2 separate regions of the Mus musculus genome follow, and region 1 is linked to region 2. Evidence: chromatin contacts called from public ChIA-PET data. All regions are on one chromosome and are shown on one strand. The core of a region is the stretch at or near the end of the contact, and the rest is flanking DNA. Distances in the headings are between cores, read along the strand shown. Region 1 overlaps Agpat4 (1-acylglycerol-3-phosphate O-acyltransferase 4 (lysophosphatidic acid acyltransferase, delta)). Region 2 overlaps Prkn (parkin RBR E3 ubiquitin protein ligase).

Region 1 (5,428 bases), core at 289-2,788, 210 kb before region 2:
TTTTTGGAGGTGAGAAAAGGGGGTGAAAGCTAAGGGTATATGGGGGCATGAGGGTTAAGAAGTTCATTACCATGGGTGCCCCACCCAGCTAGGGAGGCCATCTCTCGGGGAACACAGCCATTCTCTGAGCCAGAATTTAGCATCTTCAACTAAACAGTGCATTGTATGACCAGATGGCAAAACAAAAAACTGCTTTAAATAGCATGGGGCTCCAGGCATCTTAACCCTCAAATTTGGTGGCTTTTAACTCATCTCACTACCAGACTGCAAATGAGACCCCTTCTGGGTCCAGGACAGCAGCCTGCCAAGTGAAAAATGCAAACCAGTGTCAGGTTTGCAGGTTAGGAGCCAGGGCTTTCTGTCCTCTAAACCCAAACCCCCAGGGTCTGGCAGAAACCAGCCCAGGGCTGAGGACACTCAGCAGGTGGCCCCTGCTTAAGGCTGCATTTGTATTAATACTTTACTAGGTTCAAACATAAAACCACTCCTGAAGGCTTATCAGTGGGTCCCTTAGGGTCTAGCCATGGTGGTTATTGCCACTAAATATATAAAAATTAAAGCTGGCAAGATGCCTGGCTCAATGGGGAAAGATGCTTGGTGGCCTGAGACAGAACTCCCCAGACCCACACAGGCAAAGGGGAGAAAAGAATCCTATGAAGAATCGTATGCATTACCCTCTGACCTCCACGTACACACGCGCGTGTGCACACACACACACACACACACATGTACCAAGTCATATGTGTTCGTGTGTGCGCACATATGCACAATAAATACAATTAACAAATTTTAATTAATGAAGTTTAGTGATCAGGAGCTTTTCTTCATTTTGTTCTTAAAGTTTCAAATTAAAACTTTTCACTTAAAAATAAATAAATAAATAAATAAGGTCATTTCAGTGAAACTTTGAAGGGTGAGAAGTTTGTCAAAAGTAAGCAGGTCAAAGAGCTACTCTTCAGCATTCTAGCTTGTTCCTTGCATGCAAACTAGATAGAGACAAGTAGCCAAGACCGAAGTCTGACAGGGGCCTGCCTACCCTGGGGTCAGGCTAGCCTGGTCACACCAGAGGACAAGCAAAGCAACTGCCAGCTCAGCCTCGGTTCCCACCCATGACATGAGAGCTTATCTCCTGGAAACATGAAGCTCAAACTGTCCAGTCCATGCAAAGACTCCCTTTAGGCCCGGCAGGGTTTCAATGCTGGGGACACATAGGTGTGTGGGACTGTCTGTGACAAGAGTCTAGAGGCAAATGGTGGGTAGCACACTGGAGGTTTGATTAGCCCCTTCCCCCAGCACAGACTACACAGCTGCCCTCCTGGGACAGGGAGCTCTGGGATGATGGAGATGAGAGCAGAGCTCAAAATGATGAAGCGGGCATGTCAGTGGGCACCAGGGCACGTCAGTGGGCACCAAAGGGCTGAGACACTCTATGATGTGGTACATCTCTCTTGTGGTGCTGGCCCAGTTCTGGCTTTCCAGGGCCTCACATGCAGGAAAATGCTATGGAGCCTCCTACCAGGAAGTCCTGAGAGTCTCTCTAAACAAAATGAAGCCTGTTCACGATTAGTCACAGCCCTCAGGATGGGGTGGGGGTGGGGGAATGCACAGACCAAACCTTCTAAACAAAAGCGCTCTCTAAGAATTTCTCTCTCTCAGGCTGGAAATAACCACACATCATTTATCAGAAGCCAGCCCAGTACACAAGGTCCTTCCTCACTGAATAAAGTTTCCTCCCACTCAGCCTCTTCCTCCCTGGGGCGAGCCCCAGACGTTTCTAGATTTGACAGGTGTGCAGGGTGCAGTGGGGGAGAGGAGGGGTGTTTCCTGGCCAAGAAGTATGCTGAGAGCAGCAAGGGTATTTGCACTGACTTTTCTCTGAGGTCCTGTGATGCAGCCAGAACAAAACAGATAAAAAGAGTTCCTGCCCTTACCACCCCCATGGCCCTCGCCCCACCCCACCCCACCCTTACTATTCTGAAAGGCTGGCCCAGATACTTCTAGAACCGCCTAAGGCCAGAGTATCTAGGAAGATAAGCAGAAAGTATTGGGGGGAGGGGGGGTAAGGGGTAAGCAAGAGCAGACACACACAGGACACCTTACAGGCAGGAGATAACGGGACACCTTGCTCTGACAGGTGTCCGTGATAAGGCCAACTGAACGATTCTGGAGCAGGTGTGCAGGGCCCGGGGGAGGAACAGATGGGTGTCTGTGAGGGTAGCTAGTGTGGAACATATGTCATTGGCTAGGATGGTTTGCAGAAGGGAGAGGGGTCAGTTCTGCTGTCAGGCAGCCTTGTCTCTGCCTGACTCACTCCTGGCCAGTACAGGCTAACTTAACTGACGTGCCAGGGGAGTTGGTACCATAAAAGAGGCCCTGACGTGTCTGGCTTAGGACTGCAGTTTAGGGCTGGCTCCTCCTGTGTGTGAGCTGCCTGGGACTTTTTTCTACTCAGAATTCTCTTGGTCACCTTTAGGTTCCTTATCTGTGTAACACCAGGTCCATCCCGGGCACCACGCCCCACCCTGCCTGGGTCAGTAAATAAGCCATCAGGGCTTAAAGTAACACATCTGTCTACTCTAGCTGTCACAACAGGGCCTGCCTAAGTCTGCAGAGAGGGTGCCAATTAATCTTGGCTAAGATGTTGTAAGAAATGAATTAGGCCCCAGTTTCAATAGGAGGTGTGTGCTCAGAGCTCTTGGGGGTCAGAAATAAGCAGGAGGTGTTAGGCCTGATTGTGATTCAGACCCCAGACAAACAGTGAGGTGCATAGTTAGCAGACCTGGTGGCAAAGTTCTCCCAGCATCCCTCAGTCCCCTCCCTTGCGTACCATACTGCTCGCCATCCTGAAGTTTCCAGCCCAGGGGCTGGGCTTCTCCTCCGAGGCTCTGCCCTGTACACTGCAGACTTTCTGGTCTCTTGCCTTTCTTCCTTCTCTCCCTCTCTGTGTAAAGGTGCTTTTTTTTCCCCCTCTTCCCCCTCCCCTCTGTCTCCCTTTCCCGTGGTGACTTCCATGGCCTAGTTCCTTGGGAACAGTGAACTTATCCAACAACCCTGCCTTTACATATACTCTAATCTGCCTTCAGTAGGCTCACTTCCCCAGCCTAGAAGAGCTCATCAGGCCCCTCCCCACTAGCTGGTGGCTGGTCTCAGTCTCAGCGCCCTGAGAGCTGGGAAGTTAAGGGCAGATGCTCCATGACTAAGGCCACCATCAAAGAACACGCCAACCTCACACCCCAGGATAATAATCATTTGTTTCAATTTTTTTTTTTTTATTTTTGAGAGAGAAAGAGAGGGAGGGAGGGAGGGAGAAACATAAAGTTGAGCAGGTAGAAAGGTGGGGGAGGGGTTGGGAGAGAGAGAAAAAAACATGAGCAAAATATCATCTGAAAACGAAACTTTTAAGACTTGAAAATTAGCAACAATTCTTTGCTTGGCCTGTTCTTTGCACAGAGAAATGCAACAAATTCTAACCTGTTCTCCTGGCCATGCTTCCTTGCATCACCTAAGGGATAGGATATTTACCAAGAGGAAGAAGAGAAGGTCTCAAACAAAACGCCATGGTATGGTGGGTGGCCCCTAAGATGGTCCCATGACCTAGAAGTAACCCTGGGTGTGGGCTGTGCTCCGAGTTCACCTCTCAGCAAATGGAATCTGAGAGAGAAGTTTCCGTTACACAGGGCTGTGACTTCTGCTTGGGGTGCTCGCTCCCACTCTTCGGCATTGCATACATCCTGGGAGAAGGGGCTTCTGTGTTCGGGGGAAAGCCTCCAGCAGGCCTGTGTGTCCGGGATTGAGGCATAGACAGTAGGCCTGTCACTAAGCTTGGAGGACAGCCAGAAGCGCCAAGCCAACGTTTCAGGAGCCGATCCCTCTGACAGTCACGTGACCACAGACCTGGAGCGCTGTGCTAGAACTCCAGCTAATTGGAGCCCGCCTCCCCAACCATGAGAGAGTCACTAGTCTGTGTGCCTGTGCTTTATCCTGCTCACTTTGGAGACCACATGCTGCTAGAGATGACGAAGACACATGGCTCCATTAAGGATCTGAGGCAGAATCTCCCAGCTAGCCTCAGAGTTAGCCTGCATGGCCGCAGCCTGGGTGGCAGAGGAGTGCTGACAGCAGCCGCAGGGTGGCACATCACTGATGGAGCGCTAGGCCTGGCACTGGCCAGAAACTCCGAAATTTGACCCTGGCACGCTCATGCTTCACTGAGGCAAAAAGACAAGCAAGTAGGACCTGAAGATTTTGGTCCACTGTGCCCCATGGTGACACACTCCCTAGCCATCCCTAGGTCACAGTTGGCCCCAGTAGGAAAAAAATCAGCCTGTGTCTAAGAGCCCTCATGCATGGCCTTTGACTTCTGCCCCTATCCAGCAGTGATAGTTCAGCCTTGCTCCTCCTCCTCCTCCTCCTCCTCTTGCTCCTCCTCCTGCTCCTCTTCCTCTCCCTCCTCCCCACCTCTCCCTCCTCCTCTCCTCTCCCTCCTCTCCTGCTCTCCCTCCTCTCCTGCTCTCCCTCCTCCACTTCTCCCAAAGCCATGAAGTCCATGCAGCAATGGCGCTGGCTGCTTCTCTGGCATTTGGGAGAAAATGGGCAAGTGATTCACCTTCTCTCCCCTCAGTTCCTTTGGGGACACTAGAACAGACACACACACACACACACACTTCATGGTGTGACACTGCCCTGGGTTAAAGTCTGAGGCCTGCTTGCTGAACCTCTTGGTGGAGTCTCCCCAACTCCAAGCTCCAGCCCCCACCCATTACATCCAACCTAGGTTGTTCAAGTTTAAAGGTAATAAAAATGAAAACTCTCTGACTCTAATATTCATTTAGTGAGTCACCATGTAGATCTGAAGTCCTTGGCTGGCAGGAGGGGCCATGTCCTGCTTTGGTTCATCTGTGTTTTACCCAGCGCTCAGAGGTGGAATGCCTTCCCAGGGCTCAAAGTGGTAAGGGAAAACCCTAGGCTGAGGAGACAGTGTCTCTGCTCCATGAAGATCTGGCCCTGTAATGACCTCCAGTCCCAGATCCTTCTCTGGAAGTCAGTCTCTTCTCCAGCTCTGGGTCCCATTCTCTCCCTAGTTCTAGATCTGTGCTCTTCTCATAGGTGTCCTCTGTGACCCAGGGTCACCCATCTGGCCTAAGGTTGTCCCTCAGGCCCTGAGTCCCAACTTTCTACCTCACGTCTCCCTGTGCGTCACATCAATCCCTTTCTCCTGAACGCCTGCTTCCTTCCCCCTGGCTGTGGACTCTGGGTCACAGGCCTCTCCCTGGATTCTGGGCCATGTGCAAGTTTCTCTGAACTTCAGTGTCCCGCAGCCCCACCCCTAGCCTGCCCCCAGTGAGGCATGCTACATTTAGCCACAAAGCTGGTTCTGCTAGCAGTTGGCCTGCGCATTCAAGTTCCCAAAACAGGGTTCCAGCTCAGA
Region 2 (5,492 bases), core at 2,563-5,062:
TCAGCTCCTGCTCCCTGACCTGCTTGAGTTCCAGTCCTGACTTCCTTTGGTGATGAACAGCAGCATGGGAGTGTAAGCTGAATAAACCCTTTCTTCCCCAACTTGCTTCTTGGTCATGATGTTTGTGCAGGAATAGAAACCCTGACTAAGACGGTTAGGGTTAGGGTTAGGGTTAAAGATGGACAGCACAGCTAGGCTCTATGCCCCGATATTGTATTTATCCCCACTGGATACAGAGAGTTAATGCTGCATCCAAAGGTTTATCATTCTTTTTCGAGGGCAGGAATCTCATGATCAGCTCCACCCCACCCTTCAGCGCTGGCCTGCTCAGTCGGCTTATCCATAGAGAGCTGGCTGTGACTCCCCGACACTTGGAGGGAAGCTAGTCTGATCTCTCGGCGTGACAGGGAAAGCACTTCACATCTTATTAGCCAGGGGATGAGATATAAAATCAGTTTCATGGTGCAGATACACCCTGGAGGTTGATCAGTTTGTCAGAATAAATAGGCCTCTCCTGACGCAAAGACATTAAGTTCACTGGTACCGTGAAAAAAAGGACCATAAAGGGGGGAGGGTGGGGAGAAAGAAAGAAAAAAGAAAAAGAAAAACCAAGGCAACACACACAAATGGAAGACCCCATGCTGTGACTGGTGTGAGGAGGGTGAAAGTCTGGGTGAATATGCTGGTAGTGACATTAATTCCTGTGTTAATTTGCGTCTATTCCAAGGCAGCTGTATCCCACAGCTTAGTGTTCAGTTAGTGATTTGAGCCTGTTCTGTATCAGCTGAGTAACCATCGAGAACACTGGGGGATCACATGACCTTTCCACGGGGGGGGGGTGCGGGGGGGCACCTAAGGACACCACAAAACCCAGATATTTACTTTGCCATTCATAACAGCAGCAAAATTACATTTATGAAGTAGCAACGGAAATAATTTTGCATGGCTGGGGTCCGGGGTAGGTTGGGGTGGGGTGGTGGTGGTCACCACAACATGAGGGACTTACATTAAAAGGTGGCAGCTTCAGGAAGGTTGAGAACCCCTGGTCTAGAAGGGTCTGGTTTGATCTTGAGAGTGTTTGGGGGATTTGCAATCACATTATTCTGAACATTCAACAAGAGGCTTGTTTGAATGCAAAGGATTTCAGTTTCTAAACCGTGCCCAAAGGCATCCTAGGGTGCGGTGGAAAACTCTCGGGGCTGAACTGGACTGGTTTAAGTTTTTGAGTAAAACACAGCGACCATCAACATCTAGAAGCCTCTATGAATTGATAACTCGACATCATTCCTGTGAAACTACAGACCTCATAGCTGCCCAGGTCCTCCCTGCAGTGATAGGGACTTGTATACAAATGCTTGTTTTCTTGGCTAGTCCCCGAAAATCATGCAGATACTCAGATACACACACAATTCTAGGGTAATCTCTCTCTCTCTCTCTCTCTCATTTTTTAACAGTGGGAAATATTTGTTCTTTTTTTTTAGACTTATTTATTCTATCTATCTATCTATCTATCTATCTATCTATCTATCTATCTGAGTACACTGTAGCTGCTTTTAGATTTATTTATTTTATATATATGTATACACTGTATCTGTCTTCAGACACACCAGAAGAGGACATCTGATACCATGTGAGCCACCAAGTGGTTGCTTGGGATTGAACTCAGGACCTCTGGAAGCTCAGTCAGAGCTCTTAACCACTGAGCCATCTCTCCAGCACCAATGTTTTATTCTTAAATGTCTAAAAGGAAATTCATTCCTGAAAAAGAAATACAAGGCACATGGATTCAAAGGAAAAAAAAAATCCCTGAAACTCTCCTCCCACCATAGCCACAACTTACCTGAATGCTTTTTAAGAACGTCTTTATTGAAACCAACTCATTGTAATTGATTCCTATCTAACAAGATGTCATCTTTCTATACATCCATTTCCAGACACTGGATTTTTTGGGGGGGCGCTGGGGTGGAGATAAGGTCTAAGTAGGTCAAATTTGGGATTAAGCCTTACTCTGGCCTTAGTCTCTCGAGTGCTGGGTGAGGCAACAGAAATCTTTGGGATGATTCTGTGGGCCAGTGCAGAAACTCTGCTGGTGCTGAAATATTGTCAAGAGGGAGAGCTGCTTTGGGAGAAGCCAGACAGATACCCCTCCCCACTGCAATAGTTCCATGCTCACTGCTGGCCAGCTTGTCTCCCACAGGGGTTTATGGGGTTTTCTCTGATTAGCGACATGGAAGGCTGGCATTTTGCACAGATATCACCTATGTGTTAATCATGGCCTTACAGCTGCCAAGACTCCCTGGATCCTTACACTGCCCTTCCGAACCTCTGGAACAGACGTCAGCTGAACCGAGGGAGACAACTACCGTCCATTTACACAGCTTGCTTTCCCTGCGTCGCCTTCTCTTGAGCGGGATCTTACAATCACCAACGATTTCTATAGCATTTCATTTTGCTTTTAAAAATTTGGAATATGTAAACTTTTCCAAGACAAGGTCTCATCTTGTAGTACAGTTTGGGCTTGGACTCACTATGTATCCCAGACGGGCTCTGTTTAAGCTTTCTGTGTGCTCAGGCCTATCATGTTTATGGGTGTGTGTAACCCCATCTGATTTATATGCCTTTAAAAAGTTACACAAGTATAGGGTTGGAGATTTTGCTCAGTGGTAGAGAACTTGTCTGGAAAGCTTAAGGCCCTGGGTTCAGTCCTCAGCTATGGAAAACAAAAGACAGAATAACAAAAAAGACCAAATAATGCCAATGGTGGTAGCACATGCCCTTAGTCCTAGCACTCCTGAGGGAGGCAGAGGCAGGCAGATCTCTGAGCTTGAGGCCAGCCTGGTCTACAGACTGATCTATAGGACAGCCAGGGCTATACAAAGAAACCCTGACAAAAACAAACAAACAAACAAATTTACAGAAGTGATCCACACTTATTCTTCTGGCTCTCTGCACCATGGTCCACTGTTGGGCTTCCTTAGAAGGGTCAAGCACATGAGCACCTGTGATGCAGCTTCATTAAAAACTTGGGTAGGTCACAGTCCTCACAGGCCCATCACACTCTGACAGAGGGATTGCTCTGAAGACATTTTACAGACCATGCTGGTTTTCAGTGAGATTTCCCAAGGTGATCTGGGTGGATGGACTCAATCCCTACATGGGCTTCAGGGTCAGGCTGTGCCCACCAGTTTCATCATGTCCTTCCCAAGGTCTGTCCTGTTGTGGACTTGAGGCAGGTTTATCTAGCTCACAGACCTGGTAAGCCAATTCTGCAATCACACTCTTAATATAAATAAGTAATTTGCATCTTTATAGCTGTGTACGTGTGCATATAGGGATAGGTATAACCAACACATACATGTGTGTGGCTATAATCATAATCCATACATATGTGTGTTTGTTTATTTAGGTGTTATCTCTCTCACGTGTGTGAGTGAGTGAGTGAGTGAGTGTGTGTGTGTGTGTGTGTGTGTGTGTGTGTGTGTGTGTAATCATCCTGGTGGCTCTGCTTTGCTGCTGGAGCCCTGGCTGACATGTCTCAGAAAAATTATAAGTCATCTTATGCCCTGTCTTTTGTAAAACAGTGACCATAAAACCACAACAATTTAAACTTTCTGTATTCAATTAAGAGAACTTGTTGCTCTTGCAGAAGACCCTGGTTCAGTTCCCAGCGTCTGCGTGACAGCTCACAACTATCTGTAACTCCCGTTCCAGGGGATCCAGTGCAGGCAAAGGTCACTGCTCTCAAAAGCATGATTGTGTCCTTTGATTTGACAATGAACAAGAGAACCCACAGATCCAATGCTATGAACCAAGGGATAGAGGAATGCAGAAACATAACCTGGATACAGGAGTCAATGTTACCTCTAGCACATATCCAAGCCCAGGAGACTGTGTCTAACTTCCTCTTAACTGAGGTGATAAACTTATCCTGAGTGCCTCAGAAGAGGTCAAAAAACCCTTGCACTATTTAATAAAGCCTAAATCTAATGAATTCATATTTTTCTACTTAGTAAGAGCTGAGCTTTTGTTAGCACTGAGTTTAGTTTTCCCTCACAATTAGCAAACCGAGTGTGGTTACATGAGACACAGTTATGCTTAAGTCAATGGTGGGCATCTGAGATCCAAGCACCAGGGCATACGTCACTGAAGAAGTGGGGGCTGGGGGGGGGAGAGACTGTAGGAGATAAAACAGAAGAACCTGCCAGGAAACCGACAGTGCATTTATCAGAAGCACCCAACAGAACGGGCTGTTACTGATTGATAGAGAGGACAATAACGGGCTGTTACTGATAGAGAGGACAGAACGGGCTGTTACTGATAGAGAGGACAATGTTCTGCACTCACAAAAAATCTTTGTTGAACAGAGTAATCAGGAACCGGAGCAAAGGAACAGGAATGCAGTCTGTAACAGGTAATGCCTGCCTGCCAGGAAAGATACGGAAGAAAGCACTGCCTCCATTGGAGGGGACAGCGCCATGCCGCCATCCCTGGAGACCTTGTAGGGTGAGGCAAGAAGCAACACAGTTAGACAGTGGCAGTGATGACCTTCATCCCGGGGTGGGGGAGGCCAAGGCCAAACGGTGTCTTTGGGTCCTACAGTTTTAACTTAAAAAGTTTAAAAATAATGTGGAAAAAAAGCTTATAGAATAAAGATATAAAGAAAATGCTTTATATGGTGTGCTTATGTTTAAAAACCATATAAAGTATGTTAAAGCACAATGTGTGTGTGTGCATGTGTGTGTGTTTAGTGTAGTTAAACACACAGCGTGTCTGGTCTGCAGAGGTTCACGGTGCTGTCCTGGGCCTTCACACTGGATCCCCTGGAACTGGAGTTACAGATAGTTGTGAGCTGTCACTCGGGCTCTGGGAACTGAACCAGTATCTTCTGCAAGAGTGACAAGTCTTCTTAATGGGTGAAGCATCTCTCCTGTGTTAGCTGTTCACTGTAACCCAGAGCCAACTTCATCTCTATACACTCTGTTCTATGTCAGTGCCTTATATAGAAATGCTGTTTTAACATCTTTCACTGTGTTCTTACTGGATCTTTGTATGTTGACATACATTTAGATAGACAAATGCTTGCCACTGGGTGACATCTGCCTGCAGTCTTCAACACAGTAGCATGCTGTGAAGATAACGTAGCCAGGACCTACAGGCTGTACTCTACCCCTTAGGTTTGCCAGAGGCGGTAACCTCTTAGTGTTTTATAACTACAACCCATGATGTTTCCCCAATGACAAAAATCTCCTAATGGCACACTCTTAGGACATATCCCCATCATGACAGGAGGCATGACTGCGTTAAAAATTATGTGAAAGAACAGCATGCTCCAATTCACAAAATAGTCTGCAAGATATTTACATTTAGAAACGTAGCCTGGCATTGTGGTGCACGGCTTTAATCCCAGCCCTCAGGAGGCAGAAGTAGGCAGATCTTTATGAGTTTCAGGTCATCCTGGTCTATACAGTGAGTTGTAGGATACACCACGGTAA

Evidence for each region. ChIA-PET counts read pairs in DNA pulled down with a chosen protein or histone mark.
Region 1: a contact with region 2 is called in an SMC1A ChIA-PET map of the G1E-ER4 cell line, with 15 read pairs. The contact joins two enhancer-like sites. A contact is called at or near these places in 1 of 15 datasets of contacts at CTCF or cohesin (the G1E-ER4 cell line), 2 of 484 Hi-C or Micro-C datasets (both in embryonic stem cells), 2 of 115 datasets of contacts at active chromatin or transcription factors (differentiating embryonic stem cells and extraembryonic endoderm stem cells) and 2 of 9 other capture datasets (adipose tissue and pancreatic islet).

What each region holds. Positions count from the first base shown.
Region 1 is chr17:12,202,166-12,207,593 of GRCm38.p6, reverse strand. All of the region lies in intron 3 of Agpat4 (1-acylglycerol-3-phosphate O-acyltransferase 4 (lysophosphatidic acid acyltransferase, delta)), which reads right to left. Among named protein-coding and RNA genes, the nearest start is that of Gm46605, 60 kb to the left of the region's middle. RefSeq lists an enhancer at 1,847-3,643. Within about 2 kb of position 1,538, at least 149 of the 459 cell types and tissues checked have an H3K27ac peak or open chromatin away from gene starts, as enhancers often do. A contact at or near this core is called in the G1E-ER4 cell line, where this site is marked.
Region 2 is chr17:11,995,346-12,000,837 of GRCm38.p6, reverse strand. All of the region lies in intron 9 of Prkn (parkin RBR E3 ubiquitin protein ligase), which reads right to left. All of the region lies in intron 1 of Gm46604 (a long non-coding RNA gene), which reads left to right. Among named protein-coding and RNA genes, the nearest start is that of Gm52293, 33 kb to the left of the region's middle. Within about 2 kb of position 3,812, at least 17 of the 459 cell types and tissues checked have an H3K27ac peak or open chromatin away from gene starts, as enhancers often do. A contact at or near this core is called in the G1E-ER4 cell line, where this site is marked.